Regions from separate parts of the Sus scrofa genome. Here region 1 is linked to region 2. The links are chromatin contacts, called in public HiChIP or PLAC-seq maps. All regions are on one chromosome and are shown on one strand. The core of a region is the stretch at or near the end of the contact, and the rest is flanking DNA. Distances in the headings are between cores, read along the strand shown. Region 1 overlaps MAML2 (mastermind-like protein 2). Region 2 overlaps MAML2 (mastermind-like protein 2).

Region 1 (5,388 bases), core at 1,420-3,919, 110 kb after region 2:
AGTTAGGGGAAACCCAGGCAGAAATGATTGTCTTCTGAGCCTACAAAAAGCCCTGGGATGTTGATGATAACAACATCCCCCCAGAGCTATTTACATCAAGGCAAGGAGCCCTGGCTGTTTCTTCTGGGATGTACACTTCAGGTCACCTTATACCTCTGTTTTCCCTTTAAAGGTATTCTCGTCATTTGAGCCTGGTTGATAGTAAGGACTCCTGAATCAGAAAACCCTGATTTTGAACCCAACTGTAATACTTATGGCCATGGCCATTGGTAAGTTGAGTAAGGCTCCGGTTTGCCCATTTCTTTCATTTTCTTTCCTTTTTTTTTTTTTTGCTTTTTAGGGCCGAACCTAAAAACGCATATGGAGGTTCCCAGGCTAGGGGTCAAATCGGAGCTATAGGTGCCAGCCTACACCACAGCCACAGGAATACGGGATCCAAGCTGCATCAGCTTAGGGCAGCGCCAGATCCCTAATGCACTTAGCGAGGCCAGGGATCAAACCCACATCCTCGTGGATTCCAGTGGGATTCAGTTCAGCTGCACCATGAAGGTAACTCCCCAGGTTGCCCATTTCTAAAATGAGGTCTAATAATCCCTAATTTACAGCTTTGCCCTGGGGATTAAGTGTAAAACATGCATAGAATCTGTGTGGCTCCGTGCCTGCCACCCAGTAGGGACTTGCTCATCCAGCATCTATTATTTATTACAAACGCAAATTGGGGGGGGGGGGTAAGCGCACTGTGCAGTTTGCCCTGCTCCCTCTGGGAGTGACCCTGGGTGCACACTTGCCTATAAATTACTCCAGGAGGTTTGACAAACGGCTGCAGGATCACCCTCGAGGCACTGCACCTTTCCTTGAGTATCAGTGACCCCAATTTCAGCTGGGGGGGGATAAATCTTCTTCCATTTTAATAAAATTTCTCAGGAGTTAATGGCAAGTAGGAATGTCACTGGAGGAAGCCTCTGGAAACTGCAGAGCTGAGCGTGGGGAGTGTCCCAGGGGGCCAACCTCTGAGAAGATGCCCGTGTACTGTGATGGGGAACATTTTGAACCTGAAACAGGAGGAATGTGGTGGGGAAGGTGGGGCGAATTCAATCTCCTCAGCCTCCCCCACACAAATCAATCACAAAGGAAATGGGCATTTGAGGAAAAAGTTCCTTTAAAATGTATTGCTATTTGTATTTCTATTACCTCATCTCATAAATCTCGTTTCCCGCGTCCTATGATTCCTTGAGCAGAACAGCCCGGATCTTTTACAGTCTCTTAATGGGCTCATTTTTTTTTTGACTCTTTGAGACAGACAAAGGAGTCTTGGAATCCACCAGATGGGAACGGGAGCAGGTTAGAGGACCAACTAGAGGGTCACTTCAGACGCAGAAAAGCTGATGGGAAGCTGACCTTCCAGACATCTTCAAGTTACTGAAATTTTTGACTTCCCTTCTGAAGAAGATTTCAAGGCAATAAAAACATAATCAGAAGGTCTATGTTATAACTTACTTAAGACTGCTTTGTTTCATGTTCAGCATCCATATGTCCTGAAGTTTATTCAACGGGTACTGTTCCCCCTATTTTACTGTTCAATTGTATTTCATTCCACTGTTTGGATAGCATCGATGTGTCCACAAACTTCCCATATTTTAGCTACCAAAGGATATAATCCAGTTTGCCTCACATCCCCCACATTATAAAAAATGCGATAATTTTTGGTTGAGGAAATAAAACCATTGCAATATACACCCTTTCTTTTGCAAATGAGGAAAGTTGGATCTTACTACAGGTTGGTGTCAGCACCATGAGGCTGAAATCCAGTTTTTCTGACCCTTGATACATCACTCCCTTCTCCTACACTAGGCAGCCATCATATTCACTGCAAGCTCTTAAAAGCCTTTGTTCAAAAAAGTTGAAGAAGCACTTTAATCCCGACAATATATCCCAGAACCCCCAGCCCTGTCTCGTTACAGAGAAGAAAAATCAAGTTGAATGCTATGTACATAATGTCATGGAGGCATTCTCTTTATTTTATCGATCTAAATTTTTATTTTTAATTTTTTTATTTTACGTGTATATGTGTCATCAGCACATCCTCTTCCTTCAAACATGCAGAATCAGGTCTGATTGTTTTTGCATCCACAGGAGGCTTATTGCGTCAAGTCTTGGCATCTCTACTTGATTTAAAACAAAGCACTTTGTGGAGATAATAAGATACTCAAAACTCTTCTTGTCCAGGTCCAGCACCTGCCATGTTCCAGGAACTATACTAGCTATTAGGTATTAGAAGTTAATAAAAAGTTGAAGGCCCTACCCTCTTAGAATTTAGAGTTGGACTTAAGCATCCTGAGCACGAGCGTCTAAGAAGGGCTCTTAGGCTGTCCAGGTCTCGAAAACCCAAGGTCTGGCACAGTTTAATTAAATGACCATCCTTCCCAATTAGCCGTGAAAAACACTGCTTGTATAACTATGTCATTATCACTTCCTGCCTGGATTAGTGTAATCCGTGATATGCAGGCCTTCTGTGCTCCAGCATTTCCTCTGGGGATTTGCAACTTTTGCAAAACCCGAGCTTTAGAATGCAGGCTGGAGCCAAAAGTTCATTACTCACTTCACTCCTATGCCAAGCAAGCTTCATGGGCTTCCTTGACAGTGCAGCACGCACAGTACATGTTCTGTAGTTCAAAGGATGAGCAGAAAGCTCTTCCCCAGACCTGGGGCTGTCTTGGCAGTTTAAGTACACACTTCTCTCACCCCAAGCAAAAGGTGGCAAGTGCCAGCCCCAGACAACATATGTGTTCATCTCCTGTTGCCTGTCAAGAAAAAGCTAGATGCTATAGAAATGATTCCGACCTCAGCGGGACTGGCTGGGCCCTTTCTTGCAACTCCACAGTTTTGTTTTTTAGAACAGCTACTCCCTGGGGGACTTCCTCAGGTAGGACAACGGTCTTTAGGACCACGATGTTCATTTTTTTCTATCAGAAACTCACTTTTCTTTTTTCAGAAATGAAGTAATACTAGAGATCAAGCAGAAATATTTCAGACAAGGAAGCGGAAGCTGAGAGAAGCAGAGAGCATGCTTTAGCCAAGGTCACAGCTAGGACTAGACTCTGCGTCTCCTAATTGATCTAAAGAACTACTGTGTCTTCTCTGATAAATAGTTCTGATTCCAGTGACCTGTGCCATATGGCCACCTTCTCCCTCTGTATTTATAGGAAGGACCATTTCTATGTGTAGGCTGTTGAACTCCTCTGTGCCGTAATGGAAAGGTCCTGAAAGCTAGACACCATTTCTCATTGATAATATTGCTCAGGTATTACCTCAAAATAGATTGTCAGCACCAGAGCAGGAGAAAAGCCCATGAAAGGCTATTCCAGCTTTTGAAAACACCACCAGCATTTTCACAAAGCCAAACTGCATGAGACAGATCAAAGAGCATTACACTGCCTTCTGGTTATGGGTCACTCTATCTCTGTGAATCTAGTCACAAAAGCACAGAAATTCAGAGCTGGGAGGGACTTCACAGATCATCTTGTCAACTCCTTCAGTTTAAAGGTGAAGAAAAGGAGACCCAGAGAACACGGGAGACTCGCCCCAGGCCATAGAACTAGTTATAAGGAAACTGGCCTGTCCTTTCCCCTCTGTCACGCTGTCCCATAACAAAAGGCTTACGCCACCTGATAGATCCAGTGGTTGGGCCAACAAGACTCTTGCTATTCAGCTCTTGATGTGAATTTCCTAAGAACATAAGATGCTTTTGATTTTTTTTAAAGAGTGATACAGATTGTGACAAAGCCCCAAAGGGACCTCGTCCAAAGCAAGAGAATTGCACAAGCCAATGTGCAACAAATTCCTGGGCATGATACAGAAAAAAAGAAGAAAGAGGAAGAAGAGAAAGAAGAAGAGGAGGGGGGAAGGGGAAGAAGAAGAAAAAGAACAAGAAGAAGAAGGGGAAGAGGAGGAAGAAGAAGGACAAGGAGAAGAAGAAGAGGAAGAGAAAGAGGAAGAAGCAGCATCATCAGCAGCAGCTGCCACCTATCTCCCAACATAGAAAAAGAAGAAAACCACCCCATCATGGTCTCAAAAGAAGTCTAATCTTTGAAGTATGATGCTTTAAGACAGCTAGCGTGGCACTTTCATAACTAAAGTGAGTACCAAAAATGTCAAATTCTAGTTTAAAAACAGTAAGACTCCCCACAGAACTGATTAGGGGGAAAACCTACCCACCCTTTCTACTTTCCTCTTCACTTAACTTGGGTAATATATTTCCCTAAATGTCTAGCACCCAAAACCTCCAAGGGCAAGAACTTTGTTAAAATAACCTTTCTTACTTTAAAAATCATACATACTTTTTTATAGAAAATGTGTAAAAATACAGAAAGTTATCAAGAAGAGAACCAAATCGATCTATACATTTACTATCTGTACAAAAAATACTGTACTTTTTAAAATTAAAATTAAAGATATTTACCAGTATTTTAGTTAGGCATGCATATACCTAGATATTTTTCAAATAAATTGGCCTCACATCATTATATATTGTCATGTAGCCTGTTTCTGCTTGTTTTCACATTACAACTTAGCAGGATTTTTTTTTTCCCCCTAAGGAGTTATCAAACTTTAGTGAACATCAGAATCACCTGGAAGGCTTGTTAAGACAGAGGGCTGAGTCCCAATTCCGGTTTCTAATGTAATACCTGTAGGCTAGAGATCCATAATTTGTATTTCTAACAAGTTTCCAGGAGATATTGCTGTTGCTGGTCTGGGAAACACACTGGGAGAACCATGGTCCTATTATAACAGAACTTCAAAATCATGGCTGTAGGAGTTCCTGTTGTGGTTCCTTGGTAACCAACCTGACTAGTATCCACCAGGCTTCGAGTTCCATCCCTGGCCTTGCTCAGTGGTTTCAGGATCTGGCGTTGCTGTGAGCTGTGGCGTAGACCAGCAGCTACAGCTCCAGTTCAATCCCTAGTCTGGGAACTTCCATGTGCCATGGGTACAGCCCAAAAAACCAAACAAACAAACAAACAAAAAAAATCCTGTCTACAGACATACTAGAGCCAATACTACTTTAGTAGTTTATTAAGTGGGTATGGTAGATGATAGGCATTTTGACTTTTTGCAGTTTTCGCTGTTATAAACAATGATGTCATAAATATGTACTTTGCATATCTTTTTTTAAAAAGAGCTTTATTGAGGTATAATTCTTATATTCAAATTCACCTATTTTAAATATACGATTCTGTTTCTTTAGGATAAATTCTAAAAAGAAGAATTGCTGGGTCAAAGACTGAACATTTTTATGGTTTTTGAGATATATCGATCAACTGTCCTCTAAGGTTGTACATCATTACATTCTCACAGCAGAGTATAAGAGTCTCATTTTCTGATTGCCCT
Region 2 (5,194 bases), core at 2,629-5,128:
TCTCCCTAACTACTTCAGTAAAGATGGGTATTATCACCAATAATTTAAATCAGGGAAGTCAGGACTTCTCTGTGCTTCCCACTTAGGCAGATCTCATGCCATCCACCTGAATCTGGAATTCACTCCCTCTCTCTAAACAGTAAAACTAGTTTGATTGTCCTTTTAACACTTTATACCTCTTTAATCTCATTTTTTCCTCCCAACAATTTGTAAGGAAGGGCAAAACTCAAAAGATCCTGAGTGGTGTGACTTCTAGGATAATCTTTTAAGCTGATACAGGTCCAGGGAAAAGGAAACCTCTTGTGTATTTGTAGAAGTGAGTGTGTCTATAGTGAGTGTGTCTATAGTGAACTACCCATGCTTGGGGGTCGAAGGATGACACTGTTGACTTGGGGGGGGGGGACAATACAAAGACAGGCATAAGAGTTCCTGTTGTGGCTCAGGCAGTTAAGAATCCAACTTAATGTCCAAGAGGATGCGGGTTCGATCCCTAGCCTCCCTGCTCAGTGGGTTAAGGATCCGATCTGGCATTGCCACAAGTTATGGTGTAGGTCACAGATGTGGCTCAGATCTTGCTGTGGCTGTGGTGTAGGTCTGCAGCTGCATCTCTGATTTGACCCTTAGCCTGGAAACTTGCATATGCCACAAGTGCTGACATAAAAATTAAAAAAAAAAAAATAGGAGAAGAAAAGAAGAAAGGCAGGCATAGTATTAGGAATCACTATATCTGACTCTTGGTTGTTGAAGCAGGGTGCAAAACAGTGCATGAGACCATGCCCATATAATTTTACTTTGGGATGTATTTGTTGTAGGTATGAGATATAAGAACAAGTTTTTCATAGGGACACTGGATAGGTTTCTCAGTCTATGTTGTAAGTAACTATTTAGATGGTGTGGACAAAGAGTTAACAAAAACTCTTTCCCTTTTTGCATGAGAATCTGACCTTTGGTTAACTTCCTAGCTTGGTTTCCCTAGAAACAGATAAAGATGGTATGTGTCAACTATGTTACTAGGCAACATTGCATAGGATAAAAAATGACCCCTCATTGGTAGACTGCAACTGGACTTGGGGGTAAGTACAAACGAACTGTAAATACCTGATGGGAATGCCAGGCTTTGGACTTCTCTGAGTGTAGCAATTCTTGTAACTAGAATGTCCCTTGAGAGCACCCTGCAAGCTATGACCTTTGGAACTGTTACAAGAGTTATTGACTGCTGGTGGATATAAGGCTTTTTAAACAAAGGCAGTTCCTTCACCCACCCAATATGGATCCTATCACCTTGCACCTGTGCTGGCAGAGCTCTTTATGGAAAAAGGTTGCCTACTGCTGCTCTTCTGGCAACTACAATTCCCAGCTTATAGCCTTCTGAGTAGGCTGATGTCAAATGCAGTGTATAGTAGTCCTGTGAGCCTGAATGTCCAGTTGAGCTTAAGAACTACCTGCTGGATGCTGCAGGCTGGTTTAGTGTCATGGTGGCTTCCTTTGGGTAACACGAGAGGTGTAACTTTTTGGGAAGGGATCTGGAACAAATGAGGTTTCTTATAGTGCCTTCTTATAGTGCCTTTTATCTGTATAAACTCAATTTCTATTTTTTTTTCCTCTCTTTTTCTAAGGCCACAACTGCAGCATATGGAAGTTCCTGGGGTAGGGGCTGAAATCATAGCTGCAGCTGCTGGCTTATGCCACAGCCACAGCAATGCTGGATCTGAGGCTGGCAACACCGGATCTTTAACCCTTTGAGTGAGGCCAGGGATTGAACCCACGTCCTCACAGAAACTATGTGGGGTTCTTAACCTGCTGAGCCACAATGGGAACTCCTAAACTCAAATTATTTTGTCCATCCATCTACCCATCCAGTCTACCAAAGATCCAGCATTTATTCAGAGTCTACAAATGTGCCAAGCATTGTGCTAGATACAAGAAATATACAAGGTCCTTTCTCTTAACTAGCCCCCATATTTTATGGAACTAAGAGATATATATTGATTATTTAGTAATAATAATAATAGTGGTCAATATTTCTTAAATACCAGATACTATGTTAAGCCCTTGACATTCATCTTCTCATTTAATCCTTAGCAAGAAAAAAGTAGATATTCTATATATTTTGCAGACAATGAAAATGAGGTACAGAGAGGTTGCCTCAAAGTTATAGCTCCAGTGTGGAGTTTGAACTCAGGCAGTCTGACCTAAACAGTACATCATTTACTGTGGTGTGCACCTTGATAATAGTTAGCTGTTATTAATATTTACTAAGCTATTTTCACATGGAAACAAATAAGGGAATCAGAAGCCCATCTCCTCTTTGCCACACCTTAGTGCCTCAGATTTAATCCGCTTCTGCCCAGTCTTTACTAAACATGGCCTTGACCACCAAAAGCTTCATACAACCATCTTCTATGAAGGCGCTCTTGGCTCCCCATCTCCTACGATGCCTGAAAGCCTGCCAATTAAAATCCGAGTTAACAAGCAACTACCCAGGAGCAATCAGGATAACCAGGGATATAGTGAAGGGCCAAAAAAAAAAAAAGCAAAAATTTACCTGGATCTCTCTGTGTATCAGACTTATTCTTTCTCCAGAGAAGGCATTAGCTACTCTCTGAGCCAACCTAACCAGCTTCCTCTCCCGGTTCTGAAGGCCTTGGCTCACAGTTGGGCAAAAGTGAGAACTGTGACATTTTCTGTCTCCAATGATTCCCTTTAGAAACCAGATTACGAGACAAAATAATGTCTTTGAAGTGACAAGCACTGTGCCTGTCACTCAATAAACCACAGCTATTATTATTCTTTCTATGTTGCCTGCAAAATGTTGAAAATTATCAGAAAGGCGGACACCTCAGTGGCTTTAGCACCTAGTATATCCTTTTTAATCATAATCTCCGTATGTCTGTCAGGAACATTCGTTAGGTACGCACTGGGTGGGCTGCGGGGTAGCAGAGGCAATAAAGAGATCCTTCAGGTCCTTCGGGATGCTTCTGACACACTTAGGAACACAGGCTGGGAAATCTAAAGGTGCCTCACAAACCCTTACCAAGAGCACCTGCCACGTAGCAATTTCCAGCTTTCCTAGTCTCCTCCAGGAAGGGGGCTGACTGGTCTGCAGAGGAAGCTTGCTATTATTAATACTGACTAAGCTGTTTCCACGTAGAGATAAATAAGGGAATCAGAAGTCAATCTCCCCTTGGACACACCCCATCACCTCAGATTTAACTACTCCACTCTGCTTCTCCAGACTTCCCTAAACATGGCCTTGACCGGCAGCCAACCCAGCTCAGTCCTAAACCTTTGGTCAGGAGGAGAAACCATAATGCTGGACTGTGATACTTTTCTGTTCACCAGAGTGGATTTAACTACTCCACTCTGCTTCTCCAGACTTCCCTAAACATGGCCTTGACCAGCAGCCAACCCAGCTCAGTCCCAAACCTTTGGTCAGGAGGAAAACCCATAATGCTGGACCGTGACTCCTTTCTGTTCACCAAGGACTGTCCGCGTCTGGCCTGTCTGGATCTCGGGACCCAGGCCAGTTTCCTACTCTGGGATTTCCTTCGACTCCTAAAAGAACAAAGAAATTCTCCCTGTATTCCACTTCCAGAGAGGCTCAGGTCTCTCTGAAGATTCAGGACCTAGCCTAGATTTTGAAATCTTGAGCTCTTGTGCTTCTTTGACCAGGATGAGTCCCAGAGCCAAAAATAATGCGGGACAAAAGATCTCAGGAAAAGGCCCACGTTGGGTCATGGGCTTGTCTGGCCTGGAAGTCCGGGCTGAGGCTTAGGGGCTGGTCTGTCGGAGACGTGGACATCAAAGGACGGACAAACCCGAACCCCACTCAGTTCATTCAGCAAACATTTACCAAGCAGGTACTGTGCTATACCCCGTGGGCGGCAAGTTGACAAAGACAAGGTGCCTTCCCTTGAGGAATTCAGAGTCATTTATGGTTCATGTAACATCAAACACAGCCATCAGTTTCTCAGAAAAAAACAAAAACAAGAACAAAACCCCACCACATTGATTCTCAAACTCTCGCAGTAGAAATGCTCAGTTTCCTCTAGCCCAGAGTTCTAAAATGTCTGACTCAATGAAGAAAAATGCCATCAACTGCCACCAGAGCCTCCCCAAATGAGAATTCTGTAGCAGAGTGATCCTGATTATCTCAGAAATCCCAGGCAGAAATGGAAGCAATATAAATAAACATAAAAGAAAATAGAGGTGCTGTAACACAACTATAAATTGCTTTTCTCCCCGACTTTCTTCCAATCATCCAGGGCAAAAGAGGGAAGTTGGTCTCTGTGGCAGAGAATAGACCAGCAGCTGTTCTATATCCTGCCAAGAGGAGAGAGACTTCTTATAAATAATAGCCAACAATATGTCCTCTGGGACCAGAGATTCAGCCAGTTGGAGGGGGGGAGGGCGGAGGGGAGAGGGAGGGTTAATGGGATGGGGGGTGACCGACACAGCAGAGGGCGAATTAGGAGAAACCCTATCAAATTTTCCTGTGTACTTATGTTTCTATTACCTCATTAGGGTGATTACATAATGCCACTCCATTTATAAACTGCAAGGGAAGTAAGGGCAGCATCCTCATTAGCAGAGGCTGATGCGAGACATTAACATACCAGGCAGTCATGTGGGCAAACAATGAAGATGTTCGCAGAACATCTTTTCTTTCTCTCTTCATCGCTTTGGTATTTTGTCTGCTCCTTCCCTCCCTTTAGCCATATATGTGGATCTGTGGCTCAGACCTGAAGCCGACCACGTGGGCGCCCTCGTATTGAGAGCGCTTCATGTGAGAGAGGTATGGCATCGCTTTTACTGCTTTATGCTCTATTAGGAGGGAGAAAAAAGAACCATCTTAGAGCCATGTAGGGGTCTCTCCTTGAAAACTCCACAGAGGGCTTCCAGCCAGATGCAGACTGAAGTTCGGAAATGTCTTACTTCCTAGGAGCTTTTTCCACTTTTCCTGGACTCTGACTTGTCCTGATTCGAAGTTATAGCTCTAGATGGGGATATTTTGAGGGGCTGCTGTTTCTGGATATAGTACTAATTTGCATCTCAATTTTAAAAAGAGCTCACTCGGACAGTAAAATTCACTAAGTAATATTTAATAAAAGAGGACACTGAGTCCCTAAAAGGTGAAACAACTGGCTCAGATAATCAGAGGAGGAGCCCAGGCTGGAAGCCAGCATCAACAGGA

What was found. HiChIP or PLAC-seq counts read pairs in DNA pulled down with a chosen protein or histone mark.
Region 1: a contact with region 2 is called in an H3K27ac HiChIP or PLAC-seq map of alveolar macrophages. The contact joins two enhancer-like sites. A contact is called at or near these places in 5 of 47 Hi-C or Micro-C datasets (embryonic fibroblasts, epiblast stem cells, heart right ventricle and 2 more) and 2 of 2 datasets of contacts at active chromatin or transcription factors (alveolar macrophages and skeletal muscle).

What each region holds. Positions count from the first base shown.
Region 1 is chr9:28,189,807-28,195,194 of Sscrofa11.1, forward strand. All of the region lies in intron 1 of MAML2 (mastermind-like protein 2), which reads right to left. LOC110262219 (a long non-coding RNA gene) reads left to right here. Exons shown (of 3, transcript XR_002346983.1): 3 at 173-5,110. Among named protein-coding and RNA genes, the nearest start is that of MAML2, 180 kb to the right of the region's middle. Within about 2 kb of position 2,670, at least 17 of the 83 cell types and tissues checked have an H3K27ac peak or open chromatin away from gene starts, as enhancers often do. A contact at or near this core is called in alveolar macrophages, omental adipose tissue and skeletal muscle, where this site is marked.
Region 2 is chr9:28,076,038-28,081,231 of Sscrofa11.1, forward strand. The region is part of intron 2 of MAML2 (mastermind-like protein 2); the gene reads right to left. Among named protein-coding and RNA genes, the nearest start is that of MTMR2, 100 kb to the left of the region's middle. Within about 2 kb of position 3,879, at least 33 of the 83 cell types and tissues checked have an H3K27ac peak or open chromatin away from gene starts, as enhancers often do. A contact at or near this core is called in alveolar macrophages, omental adipose tissue and skeletal muscle, where this site is marked.